2 separate regions of the Sus scrofa genome follow, and region 1 is linked to region 2. Evidence: chromatin contacts called from public Hi-C data. All regions are on one chromosome and are shown on one strand. The core of a region is the stretch at or near the end of the contact, and the rest is flanking DNA. Distances in the headings are between cores, read along the strand shown. Region 1 has its middle 27 kb from the start of BTG3. Region 2 has its middle 130 kb from the start of CXADR.

Evidence for each region. Hi-C and Micro-C count contacts between places; a contact is called where the count stands out from the background.
Region 1: a Hi-C map of omental adipose tissue shows a contact between it and region 2, with 3 times the contacts expected there. The contact joins two enhancer-like sites. A contact is called at or near these places in 3 of 5 promoter capture datasets (fetal liver, fetal skeletal muscle and liver), 31 of 47 Hi-C or Micro-C datasets (adipocytes, adipose tissue, alveolar macrophages and 18 more) and 2 of 2 datasets of contacts at active chromatin or transcription factors (alveolar macrophages and skeletal muscle).

What each region holds. Positions count from the first base shown.
Region 1 is chr13:182,199,804-182,203,180 of Sscrofa11.1, forward strand. No RefSeq gene overlaps it. Among named protein-coding and RNA genes, the nearest start is that of BTG3, 27 kb to the right of the region's middle. Within about 2 kb of position 1,783, at least 2 of the 83 cell types and tissues checked have an H3K27ac peak or open chromatin away from gene starts, as enhancers often do. A contact at or near this core is called in omental adipose tissue, where this site is marked.
Region 2 is chr13:182,007,062-182,010,568 of Sscrofa11.1, forward strand. No RefSeq gene overlaps it. Among named protein-coding and RNA genes, the nearest start is that of CXADR, 130 kb to the right of the region's middle. Within about 2 kb of position 2,125, at least 3 of the 83 cell types and tissues checked have an H3K27ac peak or open chromatin away from gene starts, as enhancers often do. A contact at or near this core is called in omental adipose tissue, where this site is marked.

The sequences.
Region 1 (3,377 bases), core at 533-3,032, 190 kb after region 2:
GGACATTTTTCCTCACGGAGTCCCAGAACTGTCAACAGAACATTTCTAGAGGACAGTAGAATGACCTTGCAATTCTGAGAGTAGACAGTGTTCTGGGGAAGATACAGTGGTTCTCCCTTTATCTAGGGGTGGGGATACCTTCTAAGACTCCAGTGGATGCTTAAAACTGCAGGTTTCTCCTGTGCATATATTCCTATGATAGTTTCCGTTATAAATTAGGCACAGTAAGAGATCAGTAACAATAAAGCAGAACAATTATAACAATAAGCTGTGATAAAAGTTACGTGAATATGGGGAGTTCCCATTTTGGCTCATCAGTAATGAACCTGACTAGTATCTATGAGGATGCGGGTTCGATCCCTGGCCTCGCTCAGTGGGTTAAGGATCCAGCGTTGCTGTGGCTGTGGTGTAGGTTTCAGACAGGGCTCGGATCTGGTATTGCTATGGCTGTGGTATACGCTGGCAGCTATAGCTCCAGTTGTATCCCTAGCCCTGGGAACTTCCATATGCTGCATGTATGGCCCTAAAAAAGCAAAAAAAAAAAGTTGTATGAATGTGGTCTTAAAATATCTTATTTGACAAATATACTTTTCCATTAATTAAACACTTAATACCATGCACCGTGACCATAAATTTTGCAGTTTGAAATGTGACCAGCACAAATTTTTTGCCCTCTTAACAATTTCATGGATAGAAGATTCATTCTTATCACAGATCTTCGAAACCTCACAATTTTTTTTTTTTTTTACTTATTAGTCGAGAACTTTTATTTTTTCACTTCAAGGAAGCTTCTCTTGAGCATGTTTGAATTGCCAGCATCACTTCCCTTGCGCTCTAGGACCATTATTAAGTAAAGTAAGGGTTACTTCGACATGAATGTACCATCTGATGACTGGGAGGGCCACGCAGTGGCTAACAGGCAGGATACACTGGACAAAGGGATAATTCACATCCCCAGCAGGACAGACGGAGCAGGATGGTGCAATATTTCATTGCACTGCTCAGAACAGTGTGCAGTTTAAAACTTATGAATTGTTTATTCATAACAATAATATTAAACGGAAAATTGTTGGGACCATGCGTGGTTGGGTGGGATAAATGAAACTGTGGAAAGTGAAACTATAGACCAGGGGGCAGCTACCATACCAGTGACCAAGATTTTCAACCTTTTGGAAAATCACAGTCTATCAGCATTTAGCCTCCACTAGGCTTTTGATCTACTGACCAAAAGACATTTTATGTGTTCCCGGAAACAAAAGAACAGAAAGTAAAATTAAATAATTACATAAAAGGAAATCTAATCAATGTCTTTTGGACTGAAAGATACCATCTGTTACATTCAGGACAGGGCAAAGATGTGCTGTGTAGTAGCCAGCAGGGCTTTACTAACATGTTTTATGTAGGTCTGGTTTTTGTGGTTTTGTAATTTTTTTAGTTTTGCAATATTATGGGCAAAAGAATTATGATAATTTAGCGTTAAGCGAAGACAACTTACAGAGTAGGTCACATTTGGTGAAAACCAAAGAAAGCCCCCAAGATATTCCATAGGCTATGTTATGTAGTTTGATATCATTTTATGAAAAAAAGTCAAGATTCAGAAAGGTTTTGATTTCCCAAGGCCACACGGTTAGGAATGAAATCCAGGTCTCCTGATTCCTGGGCTAGTCTTTCTAGGAACCTTGAGTCTTTGGCGGTCCTGCCCTGAGAGAATGATATGAAAGGAAAGAAGGAAAGAGGTAGGGGATGTGGTTCTCTCTCCTCCTACTCTCCTCCCAACACCAGCCAGGGAGGAGGCCCTGCAAGGGAAACAGATTGGCCTGGGCTGGCCCTGTTCCCTCCTAATCGTGGTCCCAGGCAGAGCACACTGCCCATAGAGGCCCCGTGGGCTGTGATTGCCTTGTTCACTACTAAGCCTATGTATGCTTGTTGTGTTGCTGATTTCATAATTAAATTGTATATTATCGATTGTACTAGAGAGAATGAAGACACCATATCTGAGGAAATGATTCTGCTGGCATTGCTTTGAAAATAGTGTTTTCACTTGACTGCAAAAAAAGCAAACTTAGTATCTGTATATTAAGGATGTAGGTTATGGAGAAGAAAAAAATCCAGGTAACTCCTAGCAATAAGGTCACATTCTAAGAAAGTTCTTAACTCTATATCAAAAATCTGGTGCCTGACGTTCCCGTGAGCTGTGGTGTAGGTTGCAGATGTGGCTCAGATCTGGCATTGCTGTGGCTCTGGCATAGGCTGGCAGCTGTAGCTCAGACTGGACCCTAGCCGGGAACTTCCATGTGCCGCAAGGGGGGGCCCTAAAAAGCACACAAGAAGAAAAAAAAATCTAGTCCCTGAAAGTATATTGATATATTTTAAACATTTAAGGAATTCCTGACGTGGCGCAGCAGAAACGAATCCAACTAGGAACCATGAGGTTGTGGGTTCAATCCCTGGCCTCGCTCAGTGGGTTAAGGATCTGGTGTTGCTGTGAGCTGTGGTGTAGGTCATGGATTCGGCTGGGATCTGGCATTGCTGTGGCTGTGGCACAGGTTGGCAGCTGTAGCTCTGATTCGACTCCTAGTCTGGGAATCTCTATGTGCTATGGGTGTGGCCCTAAAAACGAACGAAAGACAGTTAAAATGCTTCAAAAATAGATATCATCTTTAATAGTTTCCTATTTAAACTTTTTTTTTTTTTTTTTTTCTGTTTTTTAGGGCCGCAGTCGGCATATGGAAGTTTCCAGGGTAGGGGTCAAATCGGAGCTGTAGCCTCCAGCCTACACCACAGCCAAGTGACATGGGATCTGAGCCGCATCTGTGACCTGCACCACAACTCGTGGCAATACTGGACCCTTAACCCACTGATCGAGGCCAGGGATCAAACCCGAGTCCTTGTGGATCCTCGTTGGGTTCGTTAACCACTGAGCCACGAGGGGAACTCCATACTACTTAAATGTTTTTACTGGCACTCCTAATTCTGTTAGGGAGAGGGATTTTGTGGTGAACCTGCATGCCAAATCCCTACGTCAGGCCTTATATTTTAAATTTTTGTATATTCCCTACAAGATTTCACAGTGACTATCAAGCATCACAAATGGTATTTTCAAAATTATTTACCAAAGGGAGTTCCCGTCGTGGCGCAGTGGTTAACGAATCCGACTAGGAACCATGAGGTTGCGGGTTCGGTCCCTGCCCTTGCTCAGTGGGTTAACGATCCGGCGTTGCCGTGAGCTGTGGTGTAGGTTGCAGACGAGGCTTGGATCCCGCGTTGCTGTGGCTCTGGCGTAGGCCGGTGGCTACAGCTCCGATTCAACCCCTAGCCTGGGAACCTCCATATGCCACGGAAGCGGCCCAAGAAATAGCAACAACAACAAAAAAGAC
Region 2 (3,507 bases), core at 875-3,374:
TTCCTATATAAAATAAAGCTACCCAGTGCTGCTGAATTTGGCTTAAAAAGTCATGCGTCTTGTCCTTGCATTTGAAAAATTTAAAATCCATAGTTCCCATGGTAGCTCATCGGAAAACAAATCTGACTAGTATCCATGAAGACACTGGTTTGATCCCCAGTCTCACTCAGTGGGTTAAGTATACAGCTTTACTGTGAGCTGTGGTGTAGGTCGCAGACGCGGCTCGGATGCCAAGTTGCTCTGGCTGTGGTGTAGGCAGCTACGGCTCCAATTTGATCCCTAGCCTGGGAACCTCCATATGCCAGGGGTGGAGCCCTAAAAAGATAAAGAAAAAAAAGGTTAAAATCCAAAGTTATTATTAAGGGTTTAATAGTATATGACGTTAAAAAAACAGGTTAAATATCTTTAAAACACTGGCCCAAGGTAAAGAAACTTGTTACAATTCTTTTCTAAATTATATCACCAGCTACCACTAGGTGGAGCTTTATCTCTTCTTATTTCCAGTAAACAGATTTGCGCATTGAAGGCACATAGGGCTAAATCCATAAGATTTCCACTTTTCATTGTATGTACAAGTTAATTTATTCTCGTATTTTATATTATCCCCTATATATGTGATATCTATAAGCCAAAAATGTCATTCATGTTTATCGAAGACTAACCAATTTACTCTCAAATCACTTTCCTAGATAGAAGTTAATTCTACGTGTAATTTTTTTTTCCATTTTCATGGCTCCATTGACATAATAAGAAAAAAATATCAAAAGTAATGAATTTTTCCATTCAAAAAATAAGGTATCTGCCTAAATAAATTAAAGGAAAAATGTTATCAACTATCTTTAACTTAATGATGAGCTTTCCAAACTCTGACAGTACACAGCACCCATAGTGTCTCAGTAACTTTTCCATCATGTGCCAGGCCAAAAAAAAAAAGAAAAGAAAGGAAAAAACCCAAAGTTTGTGTACTAAGTTCTTAGGTTTAACAACCAAAGAAGTATTTAGGTTGCAACAACTTAATAGCTGTTTGAAAAAAGTAAACACAGGAGTTCCCATCGTGGCTCAGCAGAAATGAATCCGACTAGGAACCATGAGGTTACAGGTTCGATCCATGGCCTCGCTCAGTGGGTTAAGGATCCAGCATTACCATGAGCTGTGGTGTAGGTTGCAGACGAGGCTCGAACGTGGCATTGCTGTGGCTCTGGCATAGGCCGGCAGCAACAGCTCTGATTAGACCCCTAGCCTGGGAACCTCCATAGGCCGTGGGTGTGGCCCTAACAAAAAAAAAAAAGGAAGCACATAAAAAAAGAAAAAATATTTTATTTCTTGATTTCACACTTACTCTGTTATCTATTGCTGCCTAACAAACTACCCCCCAAGTTTGGTTTAAGCTTAAACAACAGTTATTTATTATCTCATCTTTTCTGTGGGGTGAGAAATCCTGGAGGGCTTAGCTGGGTGGCTGTGGCTCAGTATCCCTCCTGAGGTTGCAGTCAGGATGTGAGCTGTGGCTGCAGCCCCTGGAGGTTTCACTGGAGATGGAGGACCCATTTCCAAAAGGGGTCATTCACATGATGCGTGGCAGGTGGCCTCAGTTCCCTGTTGGCTGTTGGACAACAGGCTCAGTTCCTCACCACGTGGGCATCTCTGTAGGGCTGCTTGAGTGTTTTCACAACCTGGCAGCTGACTTCCTGAAAGGGAGTGATCCAAGAGCACAGCAAGGAGGAGAATGCAACGCCTTTTATAACACAGACGTGGAAGCCACACACCATCACTAATGCCATATTCTATTTTCCAGAAGCTGGTTATTAAGTCCAGAGCCCATATTCAAGAGGAGAGAAATTAGTCTCCATCCCTTAAGAGAAAAGTTGTCGAATGATTCTGGACATATTTTTAAACCACTACACTTACCAGGGAGGTACAGGTACCTGTCAGGCACTATAATGGTTAATTTTATGAGTCAGTTGGGCTAAGGGATGCGCAGAGAGCTGGCAAAATATTATTTTGGGGTGTGTTGGGAAGGATGTTTCTCTTCTCATTGGAATCAGTGGACCGAGGAAGGCAGATCACCTTCTCCCACGTGGGCATCATCCAATCCGCTGAGGGACAGCAGAAACAGAAAGGCAGAGGGAGAGCAAACCGGCTCTCTGCTTGAGCGGGCCATCCATCTCCTCATGCCCTCAGACATCAGTGCTCCTCGTTCTTGGACCTTTGGACTCAAACTGGAACTTAGAGCGCTGACGCCCTGGCTCTCAGGCCTCTGAGGTTGGACTAGAACTGCACCACCGACTTTGCTGGGCCTCCAGCTTCCAGACAGGCGAACCATGGGACTTCTCAGCCTGCCAATCCCTCACACTAAATCCATTTCTTCTTATCAACAGCTATGTGTGGACAGAGATCTTATTAGTTCTGTTTCTCTGGAGTACCCTAATATAACACCATCCACTCAAACTTCAGAATCAGATTAGAAACCATCAGCCTCATTTCCTGTTCCACTTGATTATCATGTGCTATCTTCTTTTTATCACTGCAACCACCAAATACTCATCTTCAGAGAGATATGTAGTAAAAATCAACATAGCAGAATCTAAAGTTGAACGTAAGCTACCTTGATAGTAGGTTATATGGTGGCCATTGTTGCTATTTGCCCCCTTTTTTTTTTTTTCCTTTTGTTTTTAGGGCCACACCCTGCAGCATATGGAGGTTCCCAGGTTACGGGTCAAATCCGAGCTGCAGCTGCTGGCCTACATCACAGCCACAGCAATGCCAGATCCAAGGCGAGTCTTCGACCTACACCACAATTCACAGCAATGCTGGATCCTTAACCCACTGAGCAAGGCCAGGGATCAAACCCACATTCTCATGGATACTAGTCAGATTCATTTCCGCTGAGCAAGGACAAGAACTCCCTCCCAAAAATTCTTAAATATCTCATGTAGGCCCTGTGGGCCCCCCTGGACTGCCTCAGTGCACAATTTCGGAACCAGAGACTTAATATATTTTTCTCAGAGGTTGAATGTGTGTTTAAGAACACTTTATAGATATGTCAACAGTTTCTCTAATATTCACACTCCAGGGAAATTATAACAGAAAAATGAGGAAGCAATTTCCATTCACAGTATCGAAACAGAATGAAAGTTTTACCGTGCCATAAATACTTATGGAATGTAAAAATATTCTAAAGGCAGACTATTTTTCTCTGCCTATTTTAGCAGAACATTAGTTGGATATGAGGAAAAAGCAATCCTAGAATGAAAGAAAACAATGTTTAAAAAGTTCAGTTTGAGGAGTTCCTGTCATGGCGCAGCAGAAACGAATCCGACTAGGAATCGTGAGGTTGCAGGTTCGATCCCTGGCCTTGCTCAGTGGGTTAGGGATCTGGCATTGCCATGAGCTGTGGTGTAGGTCAAAGACACGGCTCGGATCTGGCGTTTTGCTGTGGCTGTGGCATAGGCTGGCAGCTACAGCTCTGATTCAACCCCTAGCCTGGGAACCTCCATATGCTGCAGG